Linked DNA regions of Muntiacus reevesi: region 1 is linked to region 2. The links are chromatin contacts, called in public Hi-C maps. All regions are on one chromosome and are shown on one strand. The core of a region is the stretch at or near the end of the contact, and the rest is flanking DNA. Distances in the headings are between cores, read along the strand shown.

The links. Hi-C and Micro-C count contacts between places; a contact is called where the count stands out from the background.
Region 1: a contact with region 2 is called in a Hi-C map of muscle, with 4 times the contacts expected there. The contact joins the promoter of LOC136159885 here to the promoter of KAT6B in region 2. A contact is called at or near these places in 2 of 3 Hi-C or Micro-C datasets (blood and muscle).

Annotation. Positions count from the first base shown.
Region 1 is chr2:110,003,488-110,009,234 of mMunRee1.1, forward strand. It overlaps LOC136159885 (dual specificity protein phosphatase 13B), which reads right to left and starts at 2,665. Exons shown (of 5, transcript XM_065922674.1): 1 at 2,484-2,665. The coding sequence starts at 2,632. SAMD8 (sterile alpha motif domain containing 8) reads left to right here and starts at 4,328. Exons shown (of 5, transcript XM_065922679.1): 1 at 4,328-4,550. The coding sequence starts at 4,377.
Region 2 is chr2:109,753,901-109,759,430 of mMunRee1.1, forward strand. It overlaps KAT6B (lysine acetyltransferase 6B), which reads left to right and starts at 2,677. Exons shown (of 18, transcript XM_065922667.1): 1 at 2,677-2,780.

The sequences.
Region 1 (5,747 bases), core at 1,415-3,914, 250 kb after region 2:
GAGGAAACCTCTGTTGGGGAAGACCCATCGGCGCTCCCTCACGGTGATCACCGCCTGGCGCAGGGAGAGCTGCTGGCGCAGCATGAGGTAGGCCAGGACCAGTGTGGCGGAGCGGCTCACCCCAACCACGCAGTGCACCAGGACCTTGGCTGAGGAAGACATCTGCTGAAAGACCCTTTCCCACCAGCCAGCCCACCCAGTGGCTGAGGTGGGGACCCAGGTTCCTTCCCTTGCTCTGCTTTGGGTGTATTCTGTGACCCTCGGCAAATCACTCAACATGTATGGGCCTCCATTTCCCAATCTGTCAAGTGGGTATATCAGCACCTCTTATGCCTACCCTTGGGATGGGGTACACACACCCCAGCACGGCTTCTGGGACCCTCTGTGGGCTGGCCCTGCTGACCCTGCAGCCTCATGGCAGGCTGTCTCACCCCAGCTCTCAGCTCTGGAAACGCTGGGTAACTTGCAGCCCCTTGAAGCTGTCATGGTCCCTGGCCTCCAGCCTTCCCACATGCTCTTTCAACTACTTGTAAGTTTTTCCCTTCTGTCAGTCTGACTAACATCTACTACTCATTTGTCAGGATTCCACTGAGACACGGCTTCCTGACTACTCATGGTATCACTTGAATCACAAAGCAGCTCATCCTTTATGCATGGGGCCCAGTGAATCCTGTTGTAGAGGGAATTCCCCCCAAATTCCTGATCCTCTGAATCCAGGACCCCATCCTGTGCTCCCATGGCTCTTCACTTCTACCTACTCATCTGAGTAGTGCTCAGATGTAATACTTCACATTTTGAATGTCTTTCCACCAGGGACCCTGCTTTGCTTAAAGCAAGTATCTAGTGTCCCCGTATCTAGCTCCATGCCTGGCACAGAGAAGATAATAAATAGTTGATGAATGAATGGGTGACGAAAAATGAAGGTCAGGATACTTGGTATTGAAAAGTGCTATGAGCCACAGTCTTGTTTTTCCCATGACACAGATGAGAAACTGAGGTCCAGAGAGGGACACTGGCTCATCCGGGGTCGGGTAGCAAGGGGCATAGCTCTCACCCAGGATGAACACGAAGCAACTTCCCCAGGCTTCTTTGTTGCACCCCAGGTATTAGAAGATTTTTTTTTTTTTTTTCCATTTGAAAGTACTTTGGGGCAGAAATCAGACATCTAGATACCAGATGGCAATCTCCCAAGGCTGAGTTATGCAGAGAAAGAACTGTTTTATTGTTTGGGAGACCTGGCTTCCAGCCCCAGGGCTGCTCCTAACTTGGAGCATGACCTTGTACTTCAGGCCTCCCTTTCCCTGTCTGTGGAGCAATACTACTGGATAAAGTGCTGGGACACTGAGCAGAGAATTTTAAAAACATGACGACTTTTTAAAAACTAGGGGTGGGAGGGCACTGACGTTAAAGGGGAAACTGGACATCCCCCCATGACTGAGCTGGGTAGGATAGGGGTTCAGATGCAAAGTCCTACCCCCAGGCGTGCTAAGGGCACGGTGGATGAAGTCAGCTGCAGAGGAGAAGTAGGCACTGATGTCGAACTCAGGAAGGTCGTGGGCTGGCACCCCCAGGTAGCTCACACTGCTGCCATAGAAGTCAGGGCTGCCCTGACAGTAGAGGCCCCCATGGGCGGCATTCAGCACGTGGGTGATGCCCAGCTTCCATAGCTCAAAGCGGTTATTTGCTGTGGCCCTAGGGAGGGGAGGAAGGGGAGCCATGAGGTCTGGGAAGGAGGCGTTGTTTGGTCCCCCTGCTTCAGAGCGATGAATCCATTAGGGTCCAGAAGGAGCCAGAGGAACTTGTGAGGTTCACAGCTCACAGCCCCACCCAGGAGCTTTCTGGTAGGGGAGCTGGTAGTACAGGGATGTAGCTTTAGCCTCTCTTTGCTTCCTGAGGCAATCCGCCCCCGCCATGGCCAGGACAGGAAAGAAAGGATTGCTTCAGCCCTAGGACCCAGTTGCACCTCCCTTCTTGCCCCATGCCCTGCCTCACACATCCGGCTCTTCCTGGCCACTACCTCATACCTGCTTCTAATCTGCAAATATTTAAAGGTGACACCTTCCTTGATTCACCTCCAGTCAGCCTTCCTTACCCAGTCTGTGTCCAGAGGAAGAAGGCTGGAACCGGAAAGGGGAGCTCTCAGTCCACCCCATCACCCCCAAATCACCACGAGTCCCCGTCCTTTGCACCCCACCCCTCCCCCAACAAGACCCACCAGTTGTTCGGAATGTGCCAGAAGACTGGGAATCTCTAGGAGTTCCCTTCTTTCAGGCAGGCAAAGTCCCTCCTCCCCCTGGTGGCTGCACCTGATCACTGCACTGTTGCTAGCACGAAGGGGTCCTGGAGAAAGTCCCTGGCTTGGGAAACTCAGAGCAGAACCAGTTGCCCTTTCTCTCACCCCAACCCCCCATCTCTTTTAAAGATCCCAAGAACTGTCTCTCCTTGTCCTCACCCCCACGTCCCTTCAGCCAACTACCACTCACGCATCTCCTATGTAAAGGTTGGGCCAAACTTCATCCACGTGGCTGGAAGAAACCTTCCCTGCCCTCAGGAGCTCCTCCAGTTCCAGGACGCTGGGGCAAGGCGTGGCTTCGGCATCTCCCCTCAGCTGTGGGAGCGAAGCCTCCGCCATGGGCCGGCCCACCCACCCCTCTGTCTCTGTGGTCACTCCTCTCTGCCTCTCCAGTGTCATCCCTCCTTCCGAGAGACTGGCAGGGACAGGTGAGACAGCAGCAAGTGACTCAGCAAATTACAGGGGCCTCTAGAGAAAACAGGACCTTTTCCTCCCCAAGTCACCCCCTAGCCCGAAAATGCCTGACCACAGGGAATCAGATATATCTCTGCAAGTCACTTTACCTCTCAGCCTGTTTCTTCATCTCTCAAGTAAGGAGAATTTTAAGGATTAATGGAAACAAAAGATACTCTAACACACAGTAGATGTTAATAGATTTAGAGTCCTGTATAAGGCTATTTGGTTCTGAGGACTGAGTTTAAGGTAGAGATCCAGGGTCCAGAGGAGGTGGTTGACTCCAAGGATGCATGATGGGAAAAGTTCTTCAGGTTTGGGTGGGTCACATACTAAGTGGAAACTGTATGACTGTTGGATGAACTTCTGGATTATGGGACTCAGGGGAAGTTCCCTGAGTTACAGAGTCTGAGAAATGTGGAGAGGAGGCCTGGAGGACCTCATCTAAAGGGTGCCCACAGGATTTGTGGGGGAAAGTTTGAACAATAGTTCTGTTATGAAGATGACTGATTTCTCAAAAGAGAAAGCTAAAATGGGCCATGTGTGCCAGAGAGGCAGAAGGAAGAGATGAATGTTTCCCTCTACCAGAGCCAAAGAAAGGATGTCATCAAAAATATTTTTGGGTGGGAGGGAGATTCCTCTGCCTATAAGGGATTTTGTCCTCGCAGCAAAAACAGAGAAAGTCTGTATTTGTCCTTCTGCCGGAGCTCCTTGTAGGCTGAAGTGAGATGTCTTGCCCACTCTAGGATGCCTTCATGAAGGCTTTGTTGGGGGCGCGAGCTGTAGTGGGGAGGCTCCCAGTTGCACCTGGCTTTGAGTCTGGTTTGAGGGTAAAGGCCATACCAGGGGATTCCATGGAAGCAGGCTGCACTCATGTCCACCCCAGAATCTATCCCCACTCCCATCAGAGTCACTGACGCCTGCCTTGCACCGCCCGAGGAAGCAAGGTGATGAGGCGGCTGGAGCCCAGGTCCAAGGCCAGTTTTGAACTTGGTTTGTGCCACTGCTAGGCCTGAGGTGGGGGCTTCCCTCAGGGTGGGGTAGTACAGTAAAGCAAGAACAGCATAGGTTCTGAAGTTAGACTTCAGTAGGAATACTGGCTTCGGCACATATTAACTGCCTAAGCTGAGGCAAGGTTTCTTGGCCCTTCTCTGTCGTGATACCCTGCAGAGGTGGAACAAGGATTAAGTGATATATTTATATGGCATCTGGCATAGGGACAGTCAGAGAGTAGAGGGGCAATAAACAGTAATAATGATGACTGGAGGTTGGCTCTTGGAGAGGAGCTGGCTCCCTGCAAAGGAATTAAGGAAAAGCCTCTCTTGTCCCCAGTTTACTAATCCCATAGGCCCCGCCCCGTCCCGCCTGTACCAGCGCCTCATCGCTCATCTCTTCAGCTTTGGACCATTTGGTCCCTTTGCATGCCCTCTCGGGTTTCCTTGCATCAGTTTCAGGTCGCCGCCCTACCCTCACGCCCATCTTTAACCCCGAGTCCCTTCCGGTTTTGGCCCCACCCCTACCCTAGGGCTCCGCCTCCCGCCGATGGGCCCCTGCCTCGCGAAGCAGTTCCGGTTCGGATTCGAGCAGCTGCCGGCACGGATAAGACCGCGGCCGGAGCGGCGCCGCAGCTATGCCTGCGCGCAGCCGCCACCGCCCCAGCCTCCACTCCGGCTCGCTTACCCGGGCTCCGCCCCCACCCCTTAAGGCGTCTCTCTCCCGGGAGGCCCGGAGGGCACCGGACTCCGATAGCTGCTCGGACGCCGACTCGGAGGCGGGTCCGGGGAGCCCGATTCGGAACAGGGAGGTGAGCAGCAGCTGAGGTGAAGGAGAGGGGAGTTCGGGGTGGGCGCGTGCAGCAAGGGTGAGTGGGGGGAGTCGGGGATGGAGGCGGGTGGGGGTGCAATGGACAGAATTCGGAGGGGCCCTGGGAGACGGTTGAGGGACCGTGGAGAGTCCCCTTTAGAACGGAATCTGAGGGAAATGGAGGTTGTTGAGCCGAGGGCCCGAGGCGGGTGACGATGGCCCCAGACTAAGGGGTAAGTAGAGGCCGAGGGGCAAGCGAGAGGGTGTGGAGGCTGAGGGAGATGTGGCCTTGAAGAGGCAGGGGCATGGAGGTTTTGGAAAGCCGGGTGAAAGTGAGGGGAAAATACCGAAGGGTCCCACGGGAATGTAGGACCGGAGGGGGAGATGCTCTGCGATTTGGCAGTGGGAAGAGGGATCGGAGGAGCCGATCCAGGGTCGATGTTCCCACTTGGCGAGAGAGAAGGAACTGGGGTGGGACTGACGAGATTGCTGACCTAAGGGGTTGGTACTAATTAGGGGAAGGATTTAGGTTTGAAGAGGAAGGGGCTCTCAGGTGGCAAGTCGTCTGGTCTTGAAGGCCAGAAAGAGAGAAATGGGGTCAAGACAGAAAAGGAGCCCTTGGGGACTAATTTAGGGCTTTGACATTTTCACAGGTGTCTTTCATAGATTGGAAGATCTCTCGGGTGATATACTTGGATTATGGAGCTTTCTTGTTTGTGGACAGTGAGTCCTTATAAGAATCTGGGATGAGAAGGGTGTTATTTAACCCTGATTTGCCCAAAGGACTAGGAGAAGTAGTGAAAAGGAAGTGATGTTTGGAAAAGATAGTGAAAGGAGTGATTCTGAATATAAAGATAAATCCTTTGAATTTCTTATAACAGTGATAGCATGTTTCTCTTTTTTTGTTTGTATTTTATTTAAATTTTTGTCTTAAATACCTGACAAGTTTAGGCAATCTTAAAAAAAAACCCAGATTTAATACTTTATTAAAAAACTACAGTCAAAACGAGTTTGGACACTTAGATTTTGCAGATACTCAGTACTGATTGATTTCACTCTTGATAGCTTGAGTTGACATATACTGGTCACGGGGTTAAAATATGGTCACTGCAAGTACCTGGGTTAAAATTGTCTGGTTTTATCTACCTAAAAAAGTAGATAAAACTGTGAAATCACCAGACACCAGGAGACTACCAGA
Region 2 (5,530 bases), core at 1,427-3,926:
TTGCACCGTGCTTGGTTTTCAAGTTATTTCTAGGTTAACATCTTAATTGAGCTGTTCAGCTCAGCTGAGGCTTTGAGATACTATAGATAAAGAGAGGTTTAGAGGAAGCATGAAGTATGTATCTCTGGCTGTGACTCTGTTATCCTTTCCAGTCCCACTTATCTGAAGAGCCAGAATTTCTCAAAGGACAAGTAACCTTAGAGGGGAGTATCATTGGGAAAGCAACACAGTCCCTTTCCTTGCCATGCCCGGCTAGAGAACTATATTAAGAAAAGAACCTAAAAAAACAAACAAACAAAAAAAAAAAAACACATCAATTTGTTGGGTAAAGATACTTCCATCTTCTGTGTTTGCCAGCTCCTGGAGTTACAGGAGCACAAGTTTAGGCAAATGAGACCCTTTTCTGTCTAAGGTGTCTGTTCAGGTCTTGATGCACTAGAAATCCATCTGGCTAACTCATTAGTGATAACAAGTGTTAGATGCTCATAAATCTCCCACGATTCATTGGCTGAAGACATCTTAAATGTGGACTTTTGGCTTTAATTGTCTTTGGTTGCTTCTTTAGCATACTTTAGTTTGTACTGATTTGGGGTTTTGAAACTTGTTTTTAATTAAGACATGGTTTATTTTTATTGCTTGAGATAAAATGCAGGCTGGGAGGCTCAAATCTAAGTTACAAAATAAAAGTACATCTGGGCAGACCACGGGGAAAAAACAAAAACAGAACATAAAGGCTTAAGTGTGTGCCAGGATTCTTAGATTTACTTAGTAATTTCTTGGAGAATAAAAATCCCAGCACCTGCATTATAAAAAAAAGCATACCTTATAAATGTCCTTCTCTTTGAAATACCTAAATGAAGTAGACTGAATTATAAACTAATGGCTTGTAAAAATTCACCTTGAGCCGGCTACTGAAGATACTAAATAAAAGAGGTAGAGAGAGGCTATGAGGAAACCCAACCTGCTGTTTGTTTGTTTTATCAGTAATGTAACTCAAAAGTAGCCAAGCCGAGAGCTTTCCCTGTGTTTTGTTTCCCCAAGCTGAGCCTGTGAATGCCAAGATTTAATCTAAAGAGGTTTGTGTTTTAAAAACTAACAACCAAGTAATAAAACACCTATAAAAGGGATTTATAATGGAACCGGTGACAGTTTTGAGTGTAGTATTACAACTCTTCTGCTCCCCCTCTCCCCTCTTCTGTCCTTTCATCCAACTCTGCACCCTTTGTCTTGGCTCTTTCTCACCTTGCTGCCAAGAAGCATGTAAGTAGGGGCAGCTCACACCCTAGAGAAGCAAACCATCTTAAAAAAGTGAAGTGTGTTTTAGCTCTGCAATCGATGACTGCGCTGTGCTGCTGCTTTTGTTTGTTTGAGAGAAGTTGCTCTAACAAAGTACCTACCTAGCTTGCACAGTGGTTGCTAATGCGGAGCTGAAGATGCTGCTGCTGCAGGGTCACTGCCATGAGGATGCTAGAGTCAACGAGGGCAGGAAGCCGGGGACTCCTCTCCCTGGTACCTTGTGTCACCCTGCCAGGGCCCAAGACCGCCCTGGGGCAGACTTGACTCAACAGGTGGCTTTCCACCTAGGCCACCATGCCTGAAACTTGGTTCTTTTACAAAGTCATAGTTCTCCTCCCCCTCACGAAGAAATGGCGCCTCGGAAGGGAAACTTCGTACTCAAACTCTCTAGGAGCCATTTCTCAAGGCTACTTTTACTATTTTCTGAAGTCTCCCCTGTCAGCATCCCACCGGTCTCCGGGAAGAACGAGGGTCTCTCTTCAGAGTCTGGACGGCGCTGGGAGGCATGTGGGCAGCGTCAAAGTGGCCTCGCCTGGGCGGCCAGATGAGCCCCCAGCCTCCCTCTTGTGGGCCTCAGGAACTCGGGGGGCCCAGGGGAAGCCTGGAAAACCGAACTTCGCCATCAGCCTTCCTTCGAGCGCTGGCTAGAAGAGAGGGGGAAGGGCCCCCCCAGCCGCCTCCCCACCCCCGCCCCTAGCCCCTCTGCCACCCGGCTGCATCGCCCAAGAAAGCACTGAGAACGCAGCTCAGAGCTCTCCAGCTCCTCGCAGACCGGGAGAGGGCATCTTGAGGGGCAGCTTCCCCCTCCAGCGGCGTCTGACATCCCCACTCCCACCCAAGGATGCCGCCGCCGTGCCCTGTCCGCAGTCGCTGAATGTCACTGCTCCCTCTTCCTCCTGATCAGGGTAGACACAGCTCCCGAAGCATCCCCCACCCCAAAACTGCCGCGACCGCCCAGGGTACAAGGCCCCGCGGAGGACGAAGTTTGGGGCCCACGGCGGCGGGGGGTGGGGGGGCGCTTTGGCGAGGACCGCACCTCTCAAGTCCCAGCCCTGGCGGGCACACTCCCCGCCCCAAACGGCCCAGGCGTCCCCATCCTCCCGCGGACACCGGCATCCCCGCCCTCCCCCGAGGGCGGCAAGCGGAGCCCCCCCAGGGCGGAGGCAGGTACCCCCGGGGCGGGGACTGGGGCGGGCGGGGTCCAGGCTGCGCCCCCGGCCGGGCCGGGCGGGCTAGCTGGCGGCGCGGGGGGAGCGGGGCTGGGCGGCGCTGCCTCGGGCTCTGTGCGCTGCAGCCCGGAGCCGAGGAGGAGGAGGAGGCGGAGGAGGAGAAGGAGGCGGCGGCGGTGGGTCCCGGGCGGGGGGAGCGCGGCGCTGCGGACCCGGGCGGCTGGCAAAGGACGAGGCGGAGGCTGAGGAAGGCAGCGGGGAGACCCGGGCTGCAGCAACAAAGGGCAGCAAGCGATTGGCCGGGCTGCAGGCGAGGTTAGCCCGGGACCGGGGTGGCTGGAGGCAGCGGCGAACGGTGCACGTGCTTGCAGACACGGGCGAGTGTGGAGCCGGGGGGTGCACGCCCGGCGGGTAAGGGCTTGCTCCCCCTCGGCACGGGATGGCGAGGAGGCTGCAGCGACATCATACTGCTTGCACCCGGCCTCGGCTTGCAGGGTAGGGGTGCGTGGGGGGTAAGGATGCGAGCCAGGGGGCGGGCGAGTAGTCGCCCGGGACAGGACGGGAGAAGGTGGAGGAGGGGGCGGGATGGAACGCTCCAGGCGGCGCGCCCGTCCGCGCGCTCCACCGCAGGAGCTGGCGACTGAGAACCTCGAATTTTAACTTCGCGTGCCCGCCCGCGCGCGCCCGCCCGCGCCCACCCCTAAATCCTGCGGCCGCCGCCAGCGATCAGCTCTCACACAAACTTTAGCTGCGGGCTAGGGGGTTTGGGGTTGAGTGGGGGAGGGGGAAGGGAAAAGGCCCTCTGATTGACGTCGTCTGCAGCCAATAAGGCCAAGTACCTCTCCTACGAGTAGACCCAATCCTTTTCTAGAGGTAGAGGGGGCGGGTAGGTGGAAGTAGAGGTGGCGCGGTGTCTGGGCGAGAGAAAAAAGGCTGGACCAATAGGTGCCCAGAAGAGGCGGGCCAGGCGGTCTGTTGATTGGTACTGGCAGTGGGCCCTCCCCCGGGGTGGTACCGGAGGGGGGGCTGATGGGTCGAGGGGTGTGCCTATGCGGAGGCGAGATGACCGGCAGGATCCTGCCCCAATGGGCTGCAGAGTGGTTAGTGTGTGGGTGACGGACAGACTCCTAGGCCAACGGGTGGCCCTAAGTGTCTGCGGTCTAGTCCAATGGAGCAGCGCTGGGGCGGGACCGTGGCTCGGGTTTAATGAGACTCCATTGGGCTGTAATCAGTGTCATGTCGGATTCATGTCAACGACAACAACAGGGGGACACAAAATGGCGGCGGCTTAGCTCCTACCCCTGGCGGCGGCGGCAGCGGTGGCGGAGGCGGCGGCACCTCCTCCAGGCGGCAGCCGCGGCTTTTTTCTCAGGCAGCGGCAGCGCCCCCGGCAGGCGCTGTGGCGGTGGCGCGCGGCCAGGTCTGTCACCCACCCCGCGCGTTCCCAGGGGGAGGAGACTAGGCGGGAGGGGGGCGGGAGGGGGAAATAGGGGGCTTGTGACGCCCCTCCCACAGGCCTCTGCGCGAGGGTCACCGCGGGGCCGCTCGGGGTCAGGCTGCCCCTGAGCGTGACGGTAGGGGGCGGGGGAAAGGGGAGGAGGGACAGGCCCCGCCCCTCAGCGGGACCTCCAGGGCAGGGGGCGGGGCTCGAGGGTAGAGGGGCGGAGCGATATCGAGATGGGGGCGGGGTTCGGGTGGTCGGAAGGCTAGGGCTCGTAGGGGTTTTCTGAGTGGGAGGGACCTACTAGGAACGGTAGGGGGCCAGTGAGTGTCTGGGAAGAACACTCCCAAGGAGGGGGTGGGTGTGAGGGGAAACGAGGTGTGCAAGCAGGTGCAGCAGGGAGGGTGAGGAGAGGGCAGGATGGGGAGATGTAGAGGGAGGACCGAGGGGCAAGTGAAACGGTGCAGAAGGCTGAACTTGTAGATATCGGGGGAGGGGGGCAGAGTAAGAATGGATTTGGGTGTGGTGGATATGGAGTAATGCTGAGAAAGCGGTGCAGAGTAGATGCTGGTTTGGAGGAAGTATTTGAGGAAACGGGGGTCAGGTGCATTTACAATGGGGGGAAGGAGGTATATGGGTGAATCGGCATGCTAGAATAGAAAGATTTGTTAGCTTTGGGGTATAGAAGCTTGGAAAAAACATGGAGGGATGGGAAACGGATATTCTTTGGAGAGTTTCTGGAAGACAGAAGAGCAAACTTAAATGCCAAGGGAGCCTACTTAGAATTTAGATATATTCTAAATTATTACGTATATTTTGCCCCGAGGTGACCCTTGCGCAAAATATATCTAACAGAAAGTCTGTTAGGAGTCAGGAGGTTCAGGAGGTGGGAAAAGGTGACAGGTGTGAAGAAAGGTACGTGGGATTGGGCGAATGTGATTTGGATTGAATCGGGAGGGTAGATGGGCAAAGAAAGATGTTAGTGTGGGAGACAGGGTTGTTAGAGGCTTCCCAAGTGGCTCAGTGGTAAAGAATTCACCTGTCAATGCAGGAGGGTAGGGGACAGGTTTAATCCCTGGGTCCAAAAGATCCCTTGGAGTAGGAAATGGCATCCCACTCCGGTATTCTTGCCTGGAAGGGAAATTCCATGAACAGAGGAGCTGGTGGCCTACAACCCATGGGTACGCAACTTGGCACACACTTTGGATTTCTTGGGTGTAATTTGTGCCGGAGTCAGCAAAGGGGGAACTGGATGTCTGTCTCAGAAAGAGACTCCTTGTGTTTGCATATTTTTGAATTTGTAAGTACTTTGGTCTGAATTGAGTGCAGGGAGTGGTAGGAGACAAAGGGCAAAGGCAGAGGAGGGGCTAGATTACAAATGCAGAAAATAGGAAAAGAGAACCCGTGAACCAAGATTTGGGTGGAGGTACCTGGAAATTCAAAGTAAAGAGCATATGAAGACCTGTCGATATATGGACAGGAGGTGGGAGTAGCTAATGGGAATAACTTACACCGAGATAGTGTTCCAGTTCTGTGGTACTCCAAAAAAGGTGTGTGTGTGTGTGTGTGTGTTTTGTATGACTGTGAGTAAAGTACATTGATTTTCTGGGGTAATCTTGAAGTA